Linked DNA regions of Sus scrofa: region 2 is linked to region 1. Evidence: chromatin contacts called from public promoter capture Hi-C data. All regions are on one chromosome and are shown on one strand. Each heading gives the region's core, a stretch centred on a gene start, on an enhancer-like site or on the middle of the called end of the contact. The rest is flanking DNA. Distances are from core to core; before and after follow the strand shown. Region 1 holds the start of LOC110261312 (zinc finger protein 548-like). Region 2 holds the start of LOC110261324 (zinc finger protein 772-like).

Region 1 (6,588 bases), core at 475-2,974:
TGAGCTGTGGCATAGGTTGCAGATGCAGCTCAGATCCCTCATTGCTGTGGATGTGGAGTAGGCCAGCGGCTACAGCTCCGATTTGACCCCTAGCCTGGGAACCTTGATATGTTGTGGGTGTGGACCTAAAAAGCAAAATAAGGAAATTAATTAATAAAATAAAAAATAAAGAGAATATTTTTAAAAACTTAAAAATCAAAAAAAAAAATAAAGTTGACATCTCACCTGGGAACTTCCATATGCCACAGGTGTGGCCTTATTAAAAAGACAAAAAAAAAAAAAAATCAAGAAATAAAATAAAATTTAAGAATTTTTTTTGGAGTAAGTTTATGAATGCATAAAAAAATGTGCATCAAAAAAATGTGTGTCAAAACATAATATGCAATAGTCTAAATATAATAATTTCATTCAAAGAACGACGTTAGAATTGGTAACATGGATCAAAACAAGATCAAAAAGTGGATATGTTAAATGCAATAATAATTTTAACATATACACTAGAAAAATGTGTGCTTAATATACCCCAGAATGGAAGGCAAGTATGGCTACAGTAACCATGTTTATAAATGCAGAGAACAATTACACACACACACACACCTAAACAAAGAAAATCCTTCTACAGGAGAATTTATAGACTTAAAAAAAAATAATTATTTATTTATTTATTTTTGTCTTTTCCAGGGCCACACTCGCGGCACCTGGAGGTTCCCAGGCTAGGGGTCTAATCAGAGCTGTAGTCACCGGCCTACACCACTGCCACAGCAAGGTGGGATCCGAGCCGTGTCTGCGACCTACACCACAGCTCACAGCAACGACGGAGCCTTAACCCACTGAGCAAAGGCAGGGATCGAACACGCAACCTCATGGTTCCTAGTCGGATTCGTTTCCGCTGCACCACGAAGGGAACTCCAGAGAACTTATAGACATTTTACTCCCATATTCATACTCTATGATACTCTACAAAAATGGAATGAATTGACAGGACGAAAAATACTGGTAAAGTCACACCATACTGAACAAATGAAAAACAGTAATTTTATGATCCCATTCGTTAAAAGTTTTGAAACAAGCGATTGAAACTCCAGTCGTTGAATATTTTCCACAGACGGGCAAAACTATCAAGAAAAGCAAGGACATGTTTACTTGAACATCAGATAATACGTTAACTTTGGGGGGATGGGGTTGTTTTGGAAGCACAGGCGGCTTCTAGGGGCTTATTCGCACATCTAGACCTGAGCGGTGAACGGATATTAATTTTAGAGTTGCTTATGCAACTGCATATGGAGGTTCCGCGCAATTTTTTTCTACGCAGGTTATATTTCAAAATTCGGAAAGCCAAGGTTTGGGGAGATAAATACATATAAACACGGGACACTGGTACGAGAACAATGATAAGAACAAAAATACTGCGGCATGAGAAGAGCGGGGAGAGGGACCGGAGGATGCAGCACTTACCAGAGGCGGGCCCATCAGCGCGTCCGCCGCCAGGGGAGTCTGTGCGCGAAGGTGCGGCCTAGGCATCGCCGCAAAGCGCCTTCCCGATTCGCTTCTCTTAGGCGGGTCAGCGGTCCCAAAGCTCGGGGAACAGATCCCAATTTACAAAATGTCGCCCATGGTGGACGCCGGAAGGCCCGCCCAGACGCCATCATCTCCCCCGGAAGCGCGCACTGCCCTCTGGGTAATGCAGTTCACAGCACCGCCGCCAGGACAGGAGACCCGGCTCCCCACCGGCAGGAAAGGTCCCGCTTCACCGCGAGGGTTGCTGGGAAGGGGTGTCCTCAGGCTCTGAGAATGGCCCTGGGTTCCATGCTTCCCAAGTGGGTCGCGCCCGGATTTCCATGGATTGTCGTCTGGACTGATCACAGGGAGGTAGGGAGAGAGGCGTTTCTCAAACCTACAAAACCAGGTGGGCACTTGATACCAGGTTCTCGCTCAGAGAGCACAGCCTTCCTGAGCTGGAGTCCAATAAATATCGTCTTACTGTTCTTCAATACCTGTAGGTGGAAGCTTTAGACTCAGTTTACAAGTTTTGTTGCTGAAACTTGACCTCTGTATACTGATCCTGAGTTAAATTATGGAGACAGAATTTTGGGTGAAATAGAAAAAAACAGTTTTATTTCTTTGCCAGACAAAGGCACCTACAGCAGCCCTCCCCCCAAACTGGCCCACCCTGGAGGGGGTAGTGAGGAATCTTATAGTGTTCAAGTAGCAGAGCAGGATCAGCTGATGGACATTCTCCTTATTGGTTGAGGTAATTGGGAGTCAGTCAGTGTCATCAACCTTCTGGTTCCAACCTTCTGGTTCTGGGCACTTACATGCTAGTGGGAAGCATACAGTTAACTTACTCCAACTGGTAGGAGTTTGAGTATCTGCAAAACAGCTCAAAGGAGATGGCTCAGATATTTATACTCCTTGAGTCCTTGCCAGAAATAAGTTGCTACCAGTATCTGTTGCAGAAGCCTCCCCTCCTCTACTGTATAGTAATGTGGCACAGGGCTTATGAATCATCCTTGAAGTACTCAGAGGAGGCAGAAAGCTCTGCCTTCCCTTCATCTGGAGGACTCACCAGTCACTTGACTTTTGAGGTGCCTCATTCCCTCCCCATTGAAATGAGGTTTTGTTTTGTTTTATTTTGTTTTTGGCTATTCAGAACGTTGGGCCAGGGATCAAACCCTTGCCACAGCAGCAACCCAAGTCACTGCAGTGACAATGCCAGATCCTTAACCTGCTGTGTCACATGGGAGCTCCCTCATTGAATTGTTTTGGATGGAATATGACCCAGCTTTGGACAAAAGGACTCTAGCTGGCTTCTACAAGCAGCCTGTGGAGATTTCCCTTCTTTGTATATTTGATTGACTTGTAATGGTTGGGTTAATTTTTTTTTCCACCCTCAGAGTCACCCAACCCAGGAGTCTCCAGCTCACAGTACTGGTGTTTGTGATGATAAAATTCTCTTTTTTTTTTTTTTTTTTTTTTTGTCTTTACTTGAGCCGCTCCCACAGCATATGGAGGTTCCCAGGCTAGGGTTCTAATTGGAGTTGTAGCCACCGGTCTATGCCAGAGCCACAGCAATGCAGGATCCGGGCCACATCTGCAACCCACTCCACAGCTCGTGGCAATGCCAGATCCTTAATCCACTGAGCAAGGCCAGGGATGGAACCTGCAACCTCATGGTTCCTAGTCGGATTCGTTAACCACTGCACCACGACGGAAACTCCTGTGATGATAAAATTCTTAATTGACTAAGGGAAGTATACCAGTGGTGTTCTATTTATTATGTGCTGAATGTGGAGATCAGAATTAGACTGCCAAAATAAAAGAGTGAACCTCTAGCTGTATTTACTACTCAGGTGGGAGAAGCAAGAGGATAAAGAATAGTTGTCAATCCATATTTGGTTCAATTTGCCTTGCTGTTCAAAGCCTCCTGGGAAAGTCTGAAGAATGTCACCAATTTCCTTGTCCTGGATATTGAAGATGGTTTGTTTCCCAGAAGAGCTTGAGGACAGGCATTTGGCAATAGCATGTGTTGGGAATCTCGTCCACAGAGGATGTCCCTTATTCCTCATCATTGTTGGGGGATGGCTAACTAGGGCATGTCATTCCACAAGGGGAGGTGTCAGATGAAGTCCCCAGCAGACCACTAGGCCAAACCAAATGAATGGCAAGGCAGCAGGACCATGGAGTAGTTTAGATAAACTCTCAACACCCGAGAAATGAGAGTTGTGGCAAACCTCAGAGGTTCATGGAAAACCTTGTCACATGCAGGACGTAGAGGGTTGGGGGGTATACTGTCCTCCTAAATTAGAAATAAATCCTAGAAAAGACTCAAGCGGGAGTTCCCGTCATGGCGCAGTGGTTAATGAATCCAACTAGGAACCATGAGGTTGCAGGTTCGGTCCCTGCCCTTGCTCAGTGGGTTAAGGATCCAGCGTTGCCGTGAGCTGTGGTGTAGGTCACAGACACGGCTTGGATCCCGTGTTGCTGTGGCTCTGGCATAGGCTGGTGGCTCCAGCTCCAATTCGACCCCTAGCCTGGGAACCTCCATATGCCGCGGGAGCGGCCCAAGAAATAGCTAAAAAGACAAAAAAAAAAAGAATCAAGCGTTATCTTATAGAAAAATAATAGCGTTATTGTTCATAAAGTTTGAAAATCAGGGATATGCAGCTTTCAGCTGTAAATGAAAGTAGTTTTGGGGGTGAAATGAAGGAGGTGAGGGATTTTTAAAAGTAAAAGCTGCAGAAGCCACAGTTGAGAGATTTTGTTTGTTTGTTTGTTTTTGTTTTTTCTAGGGCCGCACCCATGGCATATGGAGGTTCCCAGGCTAGGGGTCCAATCGGAGCTGTTGCTGCCGACCTATGCCAGAGCCACAACAATGCCAGATCCGAGCCGCATCTGTGACCTACACCACAGTTCATGGCAACGCTGGATCCTTAACCCACTGAGCGAAGCCAGGGATCGAACCCACCCGCAAACTCATGGTTCCTAGTTGGATTCGTTAACCACTGAGCCATGACAGGAACTCTGCAGTTGAGAGATTTTTTAAGGAGACTGGATGGCCCTTGCAGCTAGACCATGAGTCTTTGTGGAACTGAGCAGAAAACTATAGAGCTCCCGGTGGACAGAACCTCCCATCCATCCCAGTGTCCCCTGACTCTTATTGTTCAAAAGCTTTAGCCTAGGCCTTCCTACAGTTCCAAAGAACCAATTTAATCAGATAATTAAAATGCAGAAACAATGGAAAGCATTCAAGCAAGACAAAATAATGATAGTTTAGCCATCAAACAAAGTTAAGGGCTTTTTTTTTTTTTTTTTTTTTTTTTTTTTTTTTGGTCTTTTTAGAGCCACACCTGCAGCACATGGAAATTCCCGGCTAGGGTCAAATCAGAGCTGTAGCTACCAGCCTACCCCACAGCCACAGCACCACCAGATCTGAATGTTGTCTGCATCCTACACTGCAGCTTCCGGCAATGCCAGATCCTTAATCCACTGAGGGAGGTCAAGGATAGAGATCCTCCTGGACACTAGTCAGGTTCATAATCAACTGAGCCACAATGGGAACTCCCAGTCAAGGACCTTTAGTTCCTTCTCAAGGTCTGTAGATAATATTCTGAGCCATGTGCTTGAGTTGTTTTGCAGAGTCTAAAATCCCTTCCAGGAGTTCCCGTCGTGGCTCAGTGGTTCATGAATCTGACTAGGAACCATGAGGTTGCAGGTTTGATCCCTGGCCTTGCTCAGTGGGTTAAGGATCCGGCATTGCCATGAGCTATGGTGTAGGTCACAGACGCAGCTTGGATCTGGCATTGCTGTGGCTCTGGTGTAGGCCAGCGGCTACGGCTCCAATTAGACCCTTAGCCTGGGAACCTCCATATGCTGCGGGAGCGGCTCTAGAAAAGGCAAAAAGACCAAAAAAATTAAAAAATAAATAAAATCCCTTCCAGGTGAAGGAAGTTAACTGGATGCTGATCATCAGACCATTTGAGCCATAAAATTGATTTTTGAGATTCCCGAAATATCACCCTGTTAACTCACAATCAACCAATTAGAGAATTTTGCATAAGCTGGTCACACTCCCTGTGACTTTCTCCCTCACTCTGACATTAAAAACCCTTCCCTGGAACCCCATCAGAGACTGGATCTTTTGACCATGAGTTTCCTTTTCTGCTTGCTTAGCATTCTGCAATAAATCTTTTTCCTTTACCACAACCCAGTGTCAGGAGATTGGCTTTACTGTGCACGGGGTGAGCTGACACAAGTTTGGTTCAGTAATACTTGCAGCCTGAGTGCAAGGTTTTGATGATTAGCTGTTATTGGAGCTTCTTTTTGGAGGCCTTTCTAGATAGGACCCTTAGCAGATTCAGAAGTCCTTACAGTTTTTGTTCATAGATATTTTTAAAAAATATTGTAAGTGACTGAACCACAGGTCTGTCATGACTGCCTGACTCCATTTTATGTTGGGTCTCTGTTAAACACAATGGGTCCATTTTCTATGTTTTTTCTTAGGGAATTTATTTTTATTTTTCATTAGAGAAGGTTACTTTATTTTTTCAATGCCTTTATGACCAAAGTATCAGGGAGTACCTAGGAGGGGACATCTCTTACTGAGCAGGAAGTGAACACTATGTTATGGTTTGTTCTTGGGGTGTTTATACTATATGATATTAATATTACATGTGCAATATGTTTGTGATACTGCAAAACATGACTTGCAAGAAAGAAATTTTTAGTTTGGCCTCACCATAAATGAATGCAAAATAGACAAATACAGAATCTAAGAAAACATGTGACATTCCTGCATACACAGAGCAGCTGGCAATCCTATTCCAGATGTGTTATATGCATCTACAATTTTGCGTAAAATCTAGTATGTGCTAAACACTTCTTAGATCTGTAAATACACACCACAACACAGCTTCCACATACATTCTCACCTTTCTAGCAAGACTTTCAAAAGATCCTGCAACCCCTCCAATCAGTTAATTAGACACATTTTCAAGTATAAATAATCATATTGGAATTGTCTTGTGATGCAGCAGGTTAAGGATTCAGTTATAACTGCAGCAGCCTGGGTTGCTGCTGTGGTGAGGGTTT
Region 2 (7,582 bases), core at 4,152-6,651, 120 kb after region 1:
AAATGTCTTTCAAGATGGGGCCACATGTGTCACAGGGGTGGGCCTTCTGGGAAGACAGAACCATCTTAGGAATCATGACCTGTGACACTCCTTTCACAGAAACACTCTGCTCAAAAGGTATCACCTCCTCCTCCGTTCCATGCCAAGAACCTGAAAGCAGACAAATGCTGTTGAAGGACATGTTGACACTGGTGGGAAAGGGCAGTCTCATTATAAATGTGTGTTTAATGGAACTAAGAGCAAGGTCTGCTGTTGGGACAAGAGGCCTGAACTCAAGCTGAGTGATGGGCTGTTATGCAGTGGTTGGCATCGAAAGGTCAAAGAATGGGTGCAATGTGATCAGTGGAATCTGGAGTGCTGAGATGCAGGTTCCATCCCCAGCTCAGCACCATGAGTTAAGGATCCAGTTGCTGCAGCTGCAGTGTGGGTCGCAAGTATGGCTCTGATCTGGTCCCTGTGGGGGGACTCCATATACTGGGGTGGCCAAAAAATAAATAATGGAAGTGGTCTTGATGAGGAGAGGATACAAATGTGTGGGACAGCCCAGGAAGAGCCAGGGACTGCAATGAAGTCGTCCACAGATGAATTTCAGCAAGGCCTTGGCACTGGGGACAGGTGAGAGCTGTGTAGAAGTGTGGGTCCCCTGAATGGCTAAAACTGAACAGAACAGCTGGTACTTAAGCATTATTCGAGGTATGTGCACATCTCTTGACACATTAAGCACAAGCCAATGTTGGAAAGCAATGCAGAGGAACAGCTAAGATGTGCAGGCAAAGGTAGGGAACAGCCAAAGGCCAAGGATCAAAGCATAAAAAACAAATGTGTGGGAGTTCCCTGGTGGCACAGCAGGTTAAGGATTTGGCATTGTCACTGCTGTGGCTCAGGTTCAATCTTTGGCCTCGGAACTTCCACAGGCAAAGACAGGAAAAAAAAAAAAAAAAGACAAGTGTGTAAATGGGAAAGTAAATAAAGTGTGGCCAGGGGCCTTGGCACTTAAACAACTGTGGGCACAGAGAGGGTGGGGAACAGTGAGAACCCAGCCCGACATCACACCTTCCCCAGCTCCCAGTCACCAGGGTCACACCCTCCCTGAGCCTCTCTGGTCATGGCTGGAGTCATGTCTACCCAGTCAGATACCCAGGGCTCACTGCCCAGCTCCAGTGGGGCAAGCCCATGGGACGTGGAAGATGCATATCCTAAGGAAAAGATAGGACAGATAAATAAAAGGCCAGCACTGGTCTAGGTGAACCACCCCTCTGTAAAGAAAACTAAAGATTGTAAAACTAACTCTGAAATAGTGTCTTGCAGGAATAGCCTAGTGGTCCCAACAAGTAGTGACCACACTGGACCCTGAAATTCCTGACAGACGCAGGCTCTTAGAAGCGTCGGGTAGAGGCAGAACCTGGGACATGGGTGCTGTGGCTCTGGACAGAGGCACCCCGTCAGGGAGAGGACAGGCTGGATATGATCCGCTGGGTGACTACAGGATGCCTCACTCCTGCATCCACCCACGCAGGCCTCCACAGCAGCAGATGTTAGGAATGCTCAGAAGCCGGAGGTGGTGGTGCACAAAAGCTCACACCTGGCATCCACAGCAGCTACTCCAGGAACTGGGGAGGGAGATAATGCCTATGACTCTGATCCAGGAAGGGTCTAGCTGTGCCTGGGAATCAGGCAAGGGGAAAGCTCAGTCCAGGAAACTGGGAGGGATGTGAGGGCCTTACCCAGTGAGGCCATAAGTGCAAAGTTCTCCAGCATCACCTCGCGGTACAGGAGCCTCTGAGCCTCATCAAGGAGCCTCCACTCCTCCTGGGAGAAGTACACGAACACGTCCTCAAGGTTCACTTTCCCCTGCCACAATGGGGAGAGCCAGGTCTGTGAGCAGCCAGTCTCCCAAGGACCCCCATCCTGCCCCCTGAGAGCTCCCTTCAATATGGCCTCTGACCTAACTCCTCAACTCAGAGGGAACACCAGGGCTGGGTGTACAGCGTCTGCTCTCTCAAGGTTCCTCTGACCACAGCAACAACAGGCAGGTAGGCAGAAAGGTATCATTTAAGCTCTGGGGCTGGCAAGCAGGGTGACACCCCCATCCACCACCTCCCAGCCAGTTCTCCTGGAGGGGCTAAGACGATGCTTACCAGACAACAAAGTTGGGCTCGTCTTTCTCCCTAAAACCCCTAATTCCGGGGCCTAAGGGCCATTAGTTCATACTCCTTCTCCACATGCACCCACTCTCGTGGATTGCTCTCTCCCTCACAACTCCCACCCCTGACCCAGCTGTTGGCCTCCACCATCACGTTCCTGGCTATTAACTGCACTGCCATCGTGATGTGTAGATTCTCCACTGTAAAACTATGTACATATGATCTTCTACTTTTTGGATGCCTCCATCCTGAACCATCTATAGAACTTCAACCCTGTGTCCAGCAGCTCACTTGACACCTCCACTCAGTGTCCACTGAAACATCTCAGACTCTTCACATGGCCAAAAATGAACTCCTGACATCCTTTCAGAGTCAGCCAGTGGAGTTTCTACCCTTCTAGCTGATAAAGCCTAAATCTTTGGGGCTATCTCTTTATCTCTCTCACATCAGAAAATCTGACCCAGGGAGTTCCCTGGTGGCCTAGTGGGTTAAGGATCTGGCGATGTCACTATGGTGGCTCAGGAACTTCCACATGCTGCGGGTAAGGAACAAAAAAGAAAGAAAACCTGGGAGTTCCCGTTGTGGCTCAGTGGTTAACAAATCCGACTAGGAACCATGAGGTTGCGGGTTTGATCCCTGGCCTTGTTTAGTGGGTTAAGGATCCAGTGTTGCCGTGAGCTGTGGTGTAGGTCAAAGACGCGGCTCGGATCCTGTGTTTGCTGTGGCTCTGGCGGTAGGCCAGTGGCTACAGCTCCAATTCGACCCCTAGCCTGGGAACCTCCATATGCCACAGAAGCGGCCTAAGAAAATGGCAAAAAGACAAAAAAAAAAAAAAAAAGAAAGAAAAGAGAAAAAAGAAAGAAAACCTGACTAAATCACTTCTCCCACCTACATCCCTCTGGCCCATCCATTATTACCAGCAGGATGATATACAGCAGGATCTCATTGCTTATCCATTCCAAAGGCAATAGTTTGCATCTATGAACCCCAAATTCCCAGTCCATCCCTTTCCCTCCCCCTCTCTGAACCCCATCCCATCTCTCTGTCATTATCCTATTCCCCTCAACCCTTATCTCACACACAACCTGTTCTCCACTTGGCATCCAGTGGGAGGTTGTTAAAACCTGGATCAGATCACCCTCCTCTGTTCCACACCCACCATGGCTACACCACCCTCAGAACAGAGGCCTAGCTTGTGTGCTGGCCATTTCAGGCGTGACTCCTGCACACCTGCTCCCAAATGCTACCACATGTGGTGGAGACCTGTAGTTTCTGGAAAACTCTCATCTCAATCCCACCTTCAAGTATTTGCACATGCTAGTTCCTGTGCCTGGAACAACCTTCCACTCCCTATTCCAATGGCTACCAGAAATGGGAACCCTTCCACACAGCCCCTGGTCTGTACTCAGAACCCTTGCCTTTGGGTTTCTCCAGGGTCCTGAGACTCAAGAGCTTCGAGACTACAAGTAAAGTGTCTTATGGAGTTCCCTGTGGCACAGCAGGTTAAAGAACCAGTGTTGTCATTACAGAGGCCTGGGTTGCTGCTGTGGCATGGGTTCGATCCCTGGCCCAGGAATTTCCACATGCTGGGGATGCAGCCAAAAAATAAACAGGAGTTCCCATTGTGCCACAGCGGGTTAAGAACCTGACTAGTATTTAGGAGAATGTGGGCTTGATCCCTGGCCTCATTCAGTGGGTTAAGGAGCTGGTACTGCCCATATGATATCTCTTACATCTGGAATCTAATATATGGCACAAGTGAACCTTTCCACAGAAATGAAAAGCATGGACATGGAGAACAGACTTGTAGTTGCCAAGGGGGAGGGATGGAATGGGAATTTGGGGTTCATAGATGCAAACTATTGCCTTTGGAATGGATAAGCAATGAGATCCTGCTGTATATCATCCTGCTGGGAACTATAGCTAGCCACTTATGATGAAGCATGATAATATGAGAAAAAAGAATGTATACGTGCATGTATAACTGGGTAACCTTGCTGTGTAGTAGAAAACTGGCAGAACAGTATAAACCAGCTATAATGGAAAAAATAAAAATAATTATTTAAAAAAAAAAAAAGATCTGGTATTGCTGTGAGCAGTGGTGTAGGTTACAGACATAGCTCAGATCCTGCATGGCTGTGGCTGTGGCTGTGGTGTAGGCTGTGGTGGAGGCTGGCAATTGCATCTCCAATTTGACCTCCAGCCTGGGAACTCCCATATGCTGCAGATGTGCCCCTCAAAATAAAAAATAAATAAATATATAAAGTGTCTTATGACACCAAAACTCTGGAGCCCTCGTGAGTCAAGGTGGGGCTGGAATTGATGAAGGCCTGGATATCCACCCCTCCCCTGTATAGGGCCAGTAATTACTTATGCGACCATGGGAACCTGTGGGAAGAGAGAGACTATGAAAAACAACCACGAAAGAGCCCCAAGGGCTCAGGCCTATCCACTACTCCTGCCCTACCACAAAGCCCTGGGGCTATCGCCCTTCTGTGGCTCTGTCATCAAGGCCCCCTGTTATCGGTGTTGCCTTGGACCAAGTCTTAGCCTTTCTGGGCCCCACCTCCCTCATCCTTACCCCCAAGTCTGTTCACACCTGGCCAGTCTACGAAATACTTTTGAAACCATAAGGTCGCGTCTCTCCTCTGTTCAGAACCTTCTATGCCTCCTATCACCCTCAGAATGAAGGCACAGCTACTCAGGCTCTCTGATCTTTTCAGACACCAAAGGTAACGGGTTTCCCAAACGCTGTGTCACACCTCCAAGCCGTTCTGCGAGCTGACCCCTCCGCCGGCAGGGTCCTTTCTCATTCTCCTATACTGGTTGTCAGATCTAGGACCCAACTGAAAGAACCCCTATCGTCTGAACACATTCACCTGAGCTGCAGGGACCTGAGTGTCCCTCATTCGAGGCTTCAGGATTCAGAGATGGAGGGAGGGAAAGGACCCAGGGGTGCAGCACCCACCTGCACTGGGTCCGTCAGCACGGCCGCCGCCATCCGCGCCCGTGGTCCGGGGAAAGTGAGGGGAAGAGGAGTAGCTGGAAAGCGTTAACGAGTGCAAGGTCCCGGGCTCCGGCGGCTGGGTCACCCGGGCGATGCCACTACGAACCTCAGGTTCGCTTGTTTAGGGCAGAAATCGCCTCTCTCGCGTTTTCCCTGTTGTGTCCCCTCGGGTGTGACGCTGCGGTCTGGAGACGGATTTGGTGGATTAATCCGAAAGCAGGAAAAAATGTCCGCCCAAAAAAGGAAAAAGGAAGTCCCGCCCCCTCGTCCTCCTTATGAATGGAAACGCCCCTTTCCTTGGCCTTCATTGGACCGGTGCCCCCCGATGCTCTTGGGTAATGTAGTTCCCACAGCGACACCAGGGCCGCTTACCTAACTAGCGGCGCCTAGGAATGACGTGTTGGATTTTTGAGGATTGGGCGGAGCTTCACTTCCTCTTAAAGGACACGCACCCATATTTCCGGTGGCTGTGGTCTGTAACGTATCACTTAAATATTTAGGAACATATTATCTCGGGCTTCTTTATGCAGAGAATACTCACCAAAAAAAAAAAAAATTTAAATGGACGTATCATATGCTAATGTCACTCAGACTTCTATAGCTGGAAGCTAATAATACGTTAACAAATATACACATGTAGTGTGAAGCTCTAGCGTTAGTGATGTGGGCCTCAGCATTTGGGGTCAGGAATAAGAGTGAAGACTCTATTCGTGGCCAACAAGACGTGGAAGTGCAGTAAGGATTTAGGACACTGATGTACAGGTGGACAATGGTGGTGTCTCTGGTGACCTCAGAAAACATTTCTCCTGACTGTACAATCAGTGATTGCGTCTAACCCAGTGAGTAACTCTTTTTACAAATACTATTTCTCACTCCGTATACACAGATATATTCAGTTCCTTTCAGCTATGTTACATATATCTGAAAAGAAAAGTGATGGAAGATACTTATTAAGGTATGGGGAAATCATTCTGGCTTATACATGATTTATGTATTTATTTCGGCCGCATCTGTGACATATGTAAGTTCCCAAGCCAGGGATCGAACCCATGCAGCACGAGTGACAATGCCAGATCCTTAGCCACTAGGCCGCCAGGGTATTCCTATACATAATTTAACTTGAACCTTATGCTTGCCAAAATATGCTTTGTTTGTAGCCTAACAAATATGAATTATACATCTGCTTTAATAATTCCTGTGCTTGGCTTAATGGGCGTTTCTTTGCACATTATCTCACATTCATTGAGGAGACTAACCCTCCTGAGTCCTCCCTCCCTCCCTCCCATTATGTGCCACATTGTGGTGTTTTCTAAATAAAGCCACTTGGATTTCTGTCATCCCATGTGTGTGGTCCATTACTACCACTTTGTGCTCGAGTGTTTTACATTCTATATATATATATATTTTTTTTAATTATATGCCTATATATATAAAAATTATATATGTATTGACCATACCCAAGGCACGTGGAAGTTCCTGGGCCAGGGATCAAACACCTGCCACAGCAAACACTACTATGCCACTAGGGAACTCTTTTTACTTATATTTTTACTATTTCTCTGCTCACTTTTTTTCACTTACATGAAAGTTTCAACAAACAAGTTCATTCACGAACTGTATTTGTTCATCCTGATCTGTCATTTGATCGAAGTGATAAAGAATCTGCTTCTCTCTTTGAGAGGGTACATTTTCCTGAGGTTTCAGGAAGCCAGCCCATCCTTGGCTGGTCTAACACGGCATTTCTTCTCCTCCTTTCCAGAATCAACTGGTACAGAACACCTAGTTCCAGAATGTTCCAGGAAGGAGTGAATGCTTCGTCATCTTTTGCACTCATGAGTCTTAGAGCCAGATTAAACTGCTCAAAGCTCTGACCCCCTTATCTTGCCAAGAACCTACTATTCCTGAATGATGACTGCCCTACATTTTGTTAATCTTCAACCCAAACCCTATCTTGGAACATTCTCGCCCTTTCCTCCTACCCGTCTCATGACCCTATCTTAGAACTGTCTCATCCTCACCTCCTACCCCTCCCATGTAGCCTGATCCTAACCTAACACAGATGACTTCAGCCACAGGCCCCTTAACACTGGGGAGCCTGAGCCTTCTCTCAGTACTCCTGGCCATTTGCTGGTCAATAAACCTACTTGATGCCTCAACACTCTGGACTCCCTGCCTCTATTTACTTCAGCTTCAAACCCATAACCCTTTTTCGTTCTAACAATGAGTCATTCCAAAGCTGTGATGAAGTTGGTCACTACTTAGTCCACAGATAAAACAGGAGAAAAATCGGAGAAATGAAGATTGACACAAAAGAGTCAATGGTGAAAGAGGTGGTGGGAGAACACACAATAAAATGTTGGCATCTCTTTTATCAATCGCTGCTTGGTGTCAACAGTCTAGCATGCTTCCTACCTGCAGGGAGATGGGTAGT

The links. Promoter capture Hi-C pulls out the DNA fragments that hold promoters and counts their contacts.
Region 2: a contact with region 1 is called in a promoter capture Hi-C map of fetal skeletal muscle, with 3 times the contacts expected there. The contact joins the promoter of LOC110261324 here to the promoter of LOC110261312 in region 1. A contact is called at or near these places in 1 of 5 promoter capture datasets (fetal skeletal muscle), 1 of 47 Hi-C or Micro-C datasets (heart right ventricle) and 1 of 2 datasets of contacts at active chromatin or transcription factors (alveolar macrophages).

What each region holds. Positions count from the first base shown.
Region 1 is chr6:61,808,841-61,815,428 of Sscrofa11.1, forward strand. LOC110261312 (zinc finger protein 548-like) reads left to right here and starts at 1,725. Exons shown (of 4, transcript XM_021097305.1): 1 at 1,725-1,869. The coding sequence starts at 1,792. It overlaps LOC110261314 (zinc finger protein OZF-like), which reads right to left and starts at 1,666. Exons shown (of 5, transcript XR_002345367.1): 1 at 1,456-1,666.
Region 2 is chr6:61,921,131-61,928,712 of Sscrofa11.1, forward strand. LOC110261324 (zinc finger protein 772-like) reads right to left here and starts at 5,402. Exons shown (of 4, transcript XM_021097337.1): 1 at 5,113-5,402; 2 at 1,725-1,851; 3 at 1,074-1,196; 4 at 1-150. The coding sequence starts at 5,145.